Linked DNA regions of Mus musculus: region 1 is linked to region 2. The links are chromatin contacts, called in public Hi-C maps. All regions are on one chromosome and are shown on one strand. Each heading gives the region's core, a stretch centred on a gene start, on an enhancer-like site or on the middle of the called end of the contact. The rest is flanking DNA. Distances are from core to core; before and after follow the strand shown. Region 1 has its middle 150 kb from the start of Gm25599. Region 2 holds the start of Mis18bp1 (MIS18 binding protein 1).

Region 1 (5,715 bases), core at 2,000-4,499, 210 kb after region 2:
ACTCAGGAAGTGACTGAATGATGTTTGTGTCCTTCTGATGAGTGGCTGTGTACCCTTACAAAGAAGACCCCAGAAAACTAACCTTTTCCTTGTGAGCCCTTTCCTGGGGAAGATAGCCTTCCATAGCCAGAAAGGAAACCTACCCAGGACAGCGGGTCTGTTATCTCCTTGGTATTGTGGTTGCCTTTGAACTACAAAAAATAATTTTTGCATTTGTAGGCTACTCCACTCAGATAAACTCAGTTGGCATTTGGCATGTGAGCTGATATCTCTTATCACTTAGAAAAGTTTCAAGGAAATTCTTAGCTATTGTCTTTTAAAAATCAACTCTATCCTCTGTCCTATAAACTTCCCAGGTTTAGTATAACTTACACCCATGTCTATCTCATGTCTATATCTATGCTTTCCTTTGCTTCATTATAGATGCTCTGTCATGTATTTTAATTCTAACTTCCCCAGTATCTCTATCCAAATCCCCCTGTCGGGTTATTAATTTCAATTGTATTTTTCAGTATTAAACTTCCTATTCTGATTTTCTTTGTCAGTAAGCCATTTTTATGATCTCAAATTCTTTGCCTAAAATTTCTTTGGCGAATGAAAAGATTTTAAATTCCATGAAAGACAAGTACATATTTATAGCTGTGGTGAGCCTGTTTTGATGATCTGTGACAACCTCTATTCTCATTCATGTTATGCCTTGCCAGGTTAGCTATTTTTAAATTGTTTACCAGAAGTTATATTGAAAAGGATCTTGTAAAATATGCAAGCCCTATGATGACAATGTTTTCCACCAAATAAGCTGTTTAATTTTACCTCAGTACTTAGACCACCAGTGACTTTCCTTTCTTGGGTCATATCACAGATAGAAAATTAGACCATGGTGTGTGTGAGGAGTATGTTACCTTTGATTCACTCTAACCCTTTCGAGTTCTACAATAATTGCTTTAGGGCTCCAGAGATTGTGGGTTCAGTCTTCCAGCTCAAGGTTTGAAATACAGAGCTTAAACTCTCATTTGTCTATTCTGGGTTGGAGAGCTGCCCTGAGGGGTCAAGACACCACAGGAAGACCTCAGTATACTGACAGCTTTCATATCCTGGGTAGAAGGTGCTTTATTAGTTCTCTCACACATCGGAGTAGATGGTTTTAATACATTTCCTATTCTGGCAAGCAGTTCTAGTTGACTTAAATTACAAATCGGATCTGAACTCACATAATATTATTAGATGTGGAACTCAATTTTCCAAAAATGAATTTTAATAATAAGATCATTCTTAAACTTATGTGGAGGCTGGAAAAGAAGAATGTAGTTTCCACTAAATTGTTTTTCTGTGGTAACTGATAGTTCTGGTTGTACTATATGAGAGGTCTAACTGTTCTCAAGATATTTCTTTACCCTGCTTGCCTGGCAAGAAATTCCTAAAAGAACTCTCTTGTTCCTTAGGCAATGTATTTTACCTCATTACAAAGACTATACTTGTGAGTCATGTGTTAATCCCAAAGATAGGATGAGAAAGACAGATCAAATCATTGTGGACAAATTAATAAGTAAACAACTAATTAAAGCAAGTTTTTTATTCATGTACACAGGCTGCTTCCCCTTAAGTTGGGTTTTAAAAGCTCAGCATTGGAGAAGAGAAAGACAAGATTTCTATAAAGCTCAGGGGTAGGGAGGTTCAAAATAGGGGGCTTGGCTTGCAAAATAGGTGAGGTTACAGGAGCAGAACATAAACCTAACAAGTTGGTCCCTGGAAACAAAGACCTGGTTTCAAGTTAGTCATAACAACAGGCAGTCATATAACCTTTTGAAACAAAGGCAGTTATTGTAAGATGGTTACAGACAACTTTTTGATACAAAGACATAATTGCCATTGCTGAAACAGGCAGTACAGAACCATTTGTAGTTAAGGTTGCAGGTGGGGCACAGCCTAATCCTTGAGAGACAGAGGTATAATCATAAAGAGGAATGAACTTAGTTTGTCTCTCCTATAAGATGACTTTTAAACCTAAAGTGGAGGCAAGCTGGCTCTTCACTAGGGATCGAAAGGGGTATGGCCAGGCAGGTAGAATGCATAAGTTGCTTTTCTGAAGGAGGCACATGGGCTCATGGAAGCTGTGAAAGTCAAGAATCCTCTTGCTATGGGAGGAGCATGAAGGCTTTTTCTTACCTGTACCACCCTTCCACTCCCCAGCCTGCTATTTCCTTGCCTGGAAACCTCTCATTTTGAGAAGAGCTGATCCAAGCTGCTCCTCTGGAGTCAGTTAGAATGTGACCCAGGCCAGAGTTTGAATCCAACTCCAGAGCAGAGTCCATTTTCCTATTGATTAATTTTGTTTATTAGTGAGAAGGAAGCGCCCTCAGCTTCTGAGGCCTTGGCAAGCCTGGAACATGGTCAGGCGTCTTTATTGTCACATGGAGAAAGTCCATATAAATGCAGACATACAGAGATTCCCAAGGGAAAGGACATGTCATGTAGGCCGAGTCTGTTACTTGCAAACCCCATGCCCAACAGGCTCTCATGTAGTTAGAGTGACTTGGAATTAACTGAATTTGTAGCTAAGGATGACTTTGAACTCGGTTGGATCAACACTCAGCTCATCTTCGTTCATTTTGAATTCAGTTTGTGCACCCAGCATCATCATTTAAGCTCTGCAGAAGATGCCTGCAGAACCTTGTAAAGCTTCTGTTGCTTTGACTTTTGCAATGGGATCTCTCTGTGGATCTCCTGGAGGGTTCCACCCACAGTCTCTCTTGCCCCTGCCTGAGATGCCGGCCACAACTGATTCACGTTGTATCTTTATGTATCCAATCCACATGAGGTGTCTTTGCCTACTTGAAAAAAATATTTGGAAGTGTTCTCCTTTTTTCTCCACACTTGCTCACTAGTTTCCTAACAAGATTTCTGGGCTTAGCCTTAGTTTGAAAGGAGCTGCCCAACTGATTTTATGAGGCCTGAGTTTCTATTTTCACCTAAGTCTCCAGATCAGGGAACTATGAGTCGCACTCCCTGCACTTGGTAGGAATTCTGGGTAGAGCACAGAGCACACTGCCGAGGGCAAATGAATATGCTGGTGAAAAACGTCCTATTTCTGGCTGTATCTCAAAACAATTCAAAGTGATAATTTCCTCAAAGAGGCGTTTAAAGTAAGTAGTTTATCTGAGAGAACTGTTTCCCAAGCCAGTTAATATATGCAGGGTCTTAGAATTCAAAAGTCATGCTTGCATTTTTATTCAAATGAGCCTAAACCTTTAAACTGAGCTTCTCTTCCCAAGGGAGAGGAGAAGGAATGCAGAACAATGTGCTCATTTTAAAGGCCTTAGGGGTGGTGAACGTGTGTGTGTGTGTGTGTGTGTGTGTGTGTGTGTGTGCTCACTCTTGCACTTTGTGATCTGTACAGAACTGGCCAAACACACTAACAAGTCTAGCTCAATGTCAAGTCAATTTTCAAAAAAGACTTTGAAGTTGTTTTTTTTTTTAATTCAACATTTTTTTTTTCTTATTCAGATAGATGACAATAAATTTCAAGAGAAGAAAAAGAAGCTTTTAAGATACGGATTACTTCACTTTAATTTTTTTAAAAAATAAATTGGCTCTTGGACATTTTCATACTTATTTACAATGGATTCTGATTACTCTTGTCTTCTCCTGTAGGCAGCTGACGCCTAAAATATGGCGCCGGTTTCTGGTACACCGTCACTGTAAACAACATCACTGTGCAGGCACTAGCCCGAATCTGGCGCCAACCCCTCCCGAGCGGGTGCATGCAAATTAAGGTGCCCGCAGACTGACCAATCCCAGGAGGACACAAAGCTTTTCCCTGTGCTGGGGTGTATATAAGGAGTCCTCCCTGGGTACCCAGGGTTCCCATAGCAGCATTGAGGCGTTCCTGCAATAAAGCTGTTGAGAAGAATCCGACCGTGTTGTGTCTTCCTTGCTGGACGAGGTGGGCGCAACATTCTCCTTTCCTTGTCCCTGCTGCCACAAATCCCCAATCCTCTTTATAGTCAGAAGTTTTTGTTTTGTTTTGAAGCCCAGTGGGTTTAATACAAAATGGGACTGGGGAGTAGCCCTTTGGGGGAAGTGCCTGTCCTACACAGGAGAAAGATCAGGGTTCCGTCACCAGCACCACAAAAAGATAATGAATCAACGAATGAATCAATGAATGAATCAAAAAGAACGAAAGTTTGACAGTTGAGATCCTTCTCCTTGAATTCTCATCCTCTGGCCTGAGTCTTTCTAGGGCAGTGGTTCTCAACCTTCGTAACGTTGAGACCCTCTAATGTTCCTCATGTTGTGGTGATCCTCAACCATAACATTATTTTTGTTGCTACTTCATAACTGTAGCTTTTGTGAGGCTATGAATTTTAATGTAAATATCTGTTTTCTGATGGTCAAGGCAACGCCAGTAAAAAGGTCTTTCGCTTCCCAAAAGGGTTTCAGCCCAGAGGTTGAGAAACAGTGTTCTAGATGGCTTAGTAATATGTTACAACTGGCCATGAGCAAGCACATCTAAAATCCAGCTGCACTGTTTGGAGTCTGAATCTGACATTTTATGGCTAGCTGCTCTGAGAACCTGACTATGTGCTCCTAAAACTCCTACGTGCTTCTGCAGCATTTTTACTTTCTTGTTTACACTAGTCCGAGCTAGTTTTGTTGTTTGCTACTCAAAGCTATCACCCTGTTTATGACTTCAGATAATAGAAGCAGTCTACCCACCTCAGCCAATATAAATTTCATCATCATACTCCAAAAGAAATTGTAACCTTTTGAGAAGAGATGAACATAAAAGTTAATTAGAATTGGTGGCTGCTATTGGCTGTGAAAGACTCCGTGAGGAGCCCCTTGCTCAGGTCTCTGGACAATAGCGGACACCCAAGAACTCATGGGAGACCAAGCTTGATGCAAACCACATGAGGCTTTATTCCGGGGAAAGCTAGAGCTCTGGGGATGACTCATATCCCACGCAGGGGTAGAGGAGTCAACCCTGAGGGAAAAGGGGGTCTCAGTTTTTATAGGCCCTGGGGGGGGGGGAGGAGAAGGGGGGAGTAGGGGATTTCCAGATCTAAACAATGTCTATTCTCAAGAAATGAATATGGGAGGGGTACAAGGAAAGAGTCTGGTGCAGGTGTAGCAACTCCGGATTGGCCTAGCTGTGGTTGCTGGGGAGATTTTCTGACTCTATCAGACACATGGGTTCAAGGAGTGGCCAGAGCATTGTGTACCTCTATTTTTCTAAATCAGTGAAGCTAGTTCTGCTAACAATGAAATCTATTTTGCCAATTTCAGGGCTTCTGTGACCTTTTACATTCTGTCAGGATCTTTCAGCTGCTCTGCCCTCTTTGTGTAGATGTTTCTATGAGAGCACAAGCTAAGTTAAGTAGCTGACAGAAACAGACTTGTTTGTTTATTGTCTCACCTTGTGGAGGTCAGACTCCCAAGGTAGGCTGTTTTCAGGGTTAGATCATTCTGAAGGATCTGAGGAGATTTTGTTCTAGGCTCTTCTCCAAGTGGGTAGGGTCAATTATTTGTGTTCTTTGGCTATTAGCTGTAAATTCTGCATTGACCTTCATATAATAGTCTTTTTGTGTGTCTGCTATGGTATAAGCATGGGTATATTGTGTCTCATGGGGTTTATATTCTGGAATCTTGATTTCCAAGGTACCAGCGGTAGATGGTGGAACTCTTTAGATGGGAGATGTTTAGAAGGTAATTTGG
Region 2 (5,308 bases), core at 2,167-4,666:
ATGATCGAAGTAAATGCCTGAAATACTCATTTAATTATTAAAATGGCCTGGTTCTATTGTGCTCCAGAATATTTAATTATGTTATTTGAAAACTTCTAATAAAGAGGAACTTGTTTTTAGCATAATTCTTTACATATATTGCTATTTAGAATTTTTGGAAAAAATTATTAATTTAAATATACACGGTCTTAAATTTGTTTGTTTCTTTCTTTTTTGAGACACAGTTTTGCTTTATTGTCCAGGCTGGCATCAACCCTGAACCGTTCCCACTCTACCCCTCTTGGTGCTGGGATTATAAGCATGTATTACTACACCTGGTTTGTTTCTTACTCGTAAATTTTACTTTCCATAACTAGAAATAAAATTCCAAGTATATAACAATATATTATATTAATGTGGAAAATTAATATTACAATCCTAAGTGCCCAGAACTTATTAAAGCAATTAGATCAAAAGATATCATTTTTTTCAAAAATAAATAAGCAACTTGAAAATTCATATATAAAGTCCTATTTTACCTAATGATTTATTATAAGGGGGACTGCAGAGATGTATTTTTCAGGATTTCTCTGTCTAGCCCTGGCTGGCTTGCCTCTGCTTCCTGAGGGCCAGGACTCCCTGTGACAGAAAAGCCGTGCATTTTTTTCATAATCTTTAGCTCAACAGCTATAAACTGATGTGCTTCATTCATTCATTCATTCATTCATTCATTTTTTTTTTAAATTTAGCACTGCAAGAGATTGAAGCTAGGGCATAAGTATGCAGAAAACCACCAAACTATATGACCTATATTGGCCTTAGCACTCAAGAGATGTATATTTATCAGGTGGGCAGTGATGGGAGTTAGTAAAAGCCACTAATAATGCCAATAAAGCCACTAATAATGCCAATAAAGCTACACTATCTCAAAAATAAAAATGAATAGACTGTACAATGCCAGGGAAAACTGGCAAAGTATGGATTGCGTACCCTCAGTCCTTCAGTCTGATGAAATACTTCACAAATAAAAATTGCAAATAAGAGACTGGAGAAAGGCTCAGCAGTTAAGAGCACTCACTGCTCTTCCAGAGGTCTTGAGTTCAATTCCCAGCAACCACATGGTGGCTCACAACCATCTGGTATCCAATACCTTCTTCTAGTTTGTCTGCAGACAGCGACAATGTACTCACATACATACAATAAATAAATATTTTTAAAATGCAAATAAGCTGAAAACAAGCCCAATCTGTATCAACAGACCAGAAATGTTAAGGACAGATAAAAGCTGAACTGAGGCACAAGGCCCATAGACCCAGTTATTTGGAAAGCAAGAGAATCGTAAGTTCAAGGCCTCCAAGATGGCTACAGAGCAAAGTCACTACAGATCCTGCTTCAAAAGAAAAGGTAAACATGAGGTTACAGCCAGTGGCCAATACTTGTTGCCTGCCTAGACTGGAAGACCCTAGGTTCAAACATGCATAATGAGAAGGAGGAGGGGTGGGGGAAGGAGGAGGAGGAGCAGCAGCAGCAGCAGCAGCAGCAGCAGCAGCAGCAGCAGCAGCGCACCTCACCTCCATATGTCAATAGTCACATAGCTTAATAGTCATTTGGTGTAACTTGAAATCATGATAGTTAAAGAACTAGGTTTCAGAAGCAAGCCACCAGAGGCCATCCAGAAGCTCAGATAGGAGCCTAGCCCAGACAGGGCCAGTGTGCTAATGAACTAACCCCAAGATGGTGTTGATATGGAAGTAAACCAATCTCAAGCTGTGGGCCCTAAGAGTACAACGCTAACACCACTACCTCCCCCCCCCCCCTAATAAATTCTGAAACTTTGAGAATGGTGTCTCTAGCCAGTGACAAGAAGACTTGAGACATTGGCCTCAGTGACTAAGGAACTTCAGGTACTGTTGCCAAGCCCACACAGGACCAAGTCAATGTCCTGCTCTTAAGTGTCTCCTGGGACCTCCAGCGATGCAATATTCCACCCAGCCTGCCACAGCTGAAGGATTTTCACAGCAAATGTGGGTTCAGCCCTCAGCTTCCAAAGCATCATTGCCAGAAGACTCCCCAGTAGAACCCTGCTGCAGCACTTCTACCCAAGCACTGTTACACGCTTGGTGAAATGTATGTGTAAATTTTCTACTAGCATGATATCATGAGGAATGCTTGTGTGGATAAACCAGGCATATTCAAAAGACAAATCCTGCAGGAGATTTAAATAGTAGAGCACCTTACCACCTACCAGCTCCTGCTTCTCCTAGTGACAATTCATTTATAAATCTCAATTCGATGTACTCAACAACAAAAACAATAAGAACATTAAAAACTGCAGAAGGATTAAATGGCAAAACAGACTTGATAGCCACATTTTAAAAAACCCACATCACATGCTTATGAGCATAAGCACGTTAAGAAACCCATAAAACAACAACAACAAACCATACATACTGGCAACATTACACGGATTCAGCAGGTTATAGCTAGGAATATATATGTGTGTGTGTACATATTTGCAACTGTTATTGGTGAAAATGAACCACTGAATTTGAAAGAGAGTAGGGAGGTTTGTAAGGGAGGGTTTGGAGGGAGGAAGGGGGGAGGAGAATCTAAGTAAATTATAATCTCTAAAATAAACAACAACAAATGCGCCTGACTGTACAGTGTTATACTTTAAGGATAGGATGAAGGAACCTTCTGTTTTTCTTTTTTATTATTAGATATTTTCTTCATTTACATTTCAAATGCTATCCCCAATACCCCCCCCAAACCCACCCACTCCTGCTTCCTGGCCCTGGCATTCCCTCATAATGAGGCATATAATCTTCGCAAGACCAAGGGCCTCTCCTCCCATTGGTGGCCTTGTACAAGGCCATCTTCTGCTACATATGCAGCTAGAGTCAAGAGCTCTGGGGTACTGGTTAGTTCATATTATTGTTCCACCTATAGGGTTGCAGACCCCTTCAGCTCCTTGGGTACTTTCTCTAGCTCCTTCATTGGGGGCCCTGTGTTCCATGGAACTTCCTGTTTTCCAAACAAAATCTCTAACATCTACAGATGCCTGCAACAAGCATGGTATTCAATCCTAAGAACGCATAAGCGGCTGCCTCTAGGAATGCTGGGTCCGGAGACAAAGAGTTGGGCATTCCCACGCTACTCCTCACGGAGACTTCGGATTTTAGAACAAATCTCGGGCGCTAGGGCAGCAATGTTAACGAGCGAACAGAGCAGAAGTTAGACGCCCGAGAAGAGTCAGGCGGGGACCCGGCCGATCGGTCCGCGAGGCTGAGCGAGCAGAGGACCTACCTTGGTGAGGACAGCAGCTCGAGGCCGTGGTTACCCAGGGCTCGCAGCGCCTCAGACCCACGGAGGCCCGGGCAAGGGCTCCACGCGTGTCCGCAGACTGAAACTCCGCTCGCCTTCCTCGTCCACTTCCCCAGCACGGACAAATAGCGCTGGATTTCAAATCCCGAGAGCCCGCCCCCCGGTGCCTGCGATTGGCCCGCGCAGAGGTTGCGACACGGCGCGTCTTCCGGAACTCCAGGAAACAGGAGCACAGCCCAGAGCGGCCCGAGGCTGTGAGAGCGGAAAGCGTCCGACCGAAGCCCCTCGGTTGCTCGTGGAGTTTGTTTCTCTCCACAAGGCGGGCCCCCGGGAGCGCCTCGCCACTCCTCCCGTGATGCTCCGCGGGGAGAAAACCCCACGACGGTTGACGCCCAGCGGCGCTTACCGAGGCGCGATTTACTAAATTTGACCCTTGCGGGCCACACTTGTTAGTTCTAGGCTGCGCTTTCTCAGTGTAGTCCGTTTCTGAGGAGAAAAACTGCTTTAGAGAGTTTGAAAGAATTTTTCTTTCAGTTTGCTGTTTAGATTTTCTTCGGGCCAGGAAAAAAAAAAAAAAAAAGTTGCTCCCAAGTAGTAGACTGAACTGGCTCTTCCAGAGGTCCTGAGTTAAATTCCCAGCAACCACATGGTGGCTCACAACCATCTGTAATGGGATCGGATGCCCCCTTCTGGTGTGTCTGAAGACAGCTACAGTGTTCTTTATAATAAATCTTTGGGCCGGAGGGTGGCGCACGCCTTTAATCCCAGCACAGAGGCAGAGGCAGGCGGATTTCTGAGTTCGAGGCCAGCCTGGTCTACAAAGTGAGCTCCAGGACTATACAGAGAAACCGTCTCCAAAACAAAACAAACAAAAAAATTCAATTCCCAACAACCACATGAAGGCTCAACCTTGTACACAACCATATCTGTACAACTATAGTGTACTCAATATACATAAAATAAATAAATTAATCTTTAAAAAAAAAATCTAAGGACCATAGTAGAATTTCTTTTCTCAGTGAATGTCGGTTGCAGTGCGTTTTGTGGCACTGGTTCCTGAAGTCTGTTTTGCCACTTGATAGTACATGCCTGTTATCCTAAGACTGGGAGGTTGAGGCAAGAGGATGGAGAATCAATCGGAGGGCAGCCTGTAGTATGTGTTGGGGCTCTGAAAGGAACTGCTTCCCCTACAGATGTGTTATATCTCTTCCTCAGCTGCCAGGGAAGGTATCCACAAAGCTGGCATAGCAGTTCTGCTCCAGCGGTTGAGACACAACACACCTCACACAGGAGAGTGGTTGCCTTTAGAAGAAGCAGGGACCTGAGCTTGATTGAGGCAGGGATATTATATTGGAATTCTTGGCGGGGGACCCCGAGGGTGGAGACCGAGGGACTCTGTTTCTTAACCTTAGTCTTGGGCTTGCGATCAAGTAAAGGTCAAGGTGGTTTTTCTCTTAGCCCTGGTCTTAGGGTCAAGTCAGGAGCATGGTGTTTTTCATTTGCCCTTTGACCATACCTCTATTGACTCACAATCCCAACAGGGGGCCTGGGAATGCGGTGGGGGGTGGGGGTGGGGATCATGAATTTAACATTAAGAATGGAAGTGGGCTAAGTGGATAATGTAGCTCTGCTCTCAGCTAGTCCAAAGGCTTAGGTAGTAGATTAAAATTTTAAATCTATCTTGGGTCACAGAATGAGTTTGAGGCCAGCAGGGATGACCTAACGAGATCCAGTCTCAAAACCTAAAGAGTGCTAGGGTGTGGTTTCATGGCAGATTACTTACTATGCACAAGGCTCTAGGTCCTTGTCCTAGGGAAAAGAAATTTAAGTGACTTTTTTCAGATTTCTGAATCATAAGTCAACCAACTATTCTAAGTTAGAAGCAAGTGAGAGGAGAGGAAAGCATCAGGGAGGGAGAAAATGCCCTTGCAGGGCCATGAGAAAATGACTGAGTGTGGATCTGAATTAAATTTGGGAGTAAAGGTGGTCAAATTCCAGGCTAAAT

Evidence for each region. Hi-C and Micro-C count contacts between places; a contact is called where the count stands out from the background.
Region 1: a contact with region 2 is called in a Hi-C map of neural progenitor cells, with 4 times the contacts expected there. The contact joins the enhancer-like site here to the promoter of Mis18bp1 in region 2. A contact is called at or near these places in 4 of 484 Hi-C or Micro-C datasets (cerebral cortex, cortical neurons, embryonic stem cells and 1 more) and 2 of 115 datasets of contacts at active chromatin or transcription factors (astrocytes and embryonic stem cells).

What each region holds. Positions count from the first base shown.
Region 1 is chr12:65,379,287-65,385,001 of GRCm38.p6, forward strand. No RefSeq gene overlaps it. Among named protein-coding and RNA genes, the nearest start is that of Gm25599, 150 kb to the right of the region's middle. Within about 2 kb of position 3,250, at least 13 of the 459 cell types and tissues checked have an H3K27ac peak or open chromatin away from gene starts, as enhancers often do. A contact at or near this core is called in astrocytes and neural progenitor cells, where this site is marked.
Region 2 is chr12:65,169,164-65,174,471 of GRCm38.p6, forward strand. Mis18bp1 (MIS18 binding protein 1) reads right to left here and starts at 3,417. Exons shown (of 14, transcript NM_172578.2): 1 at 3,286-3,417.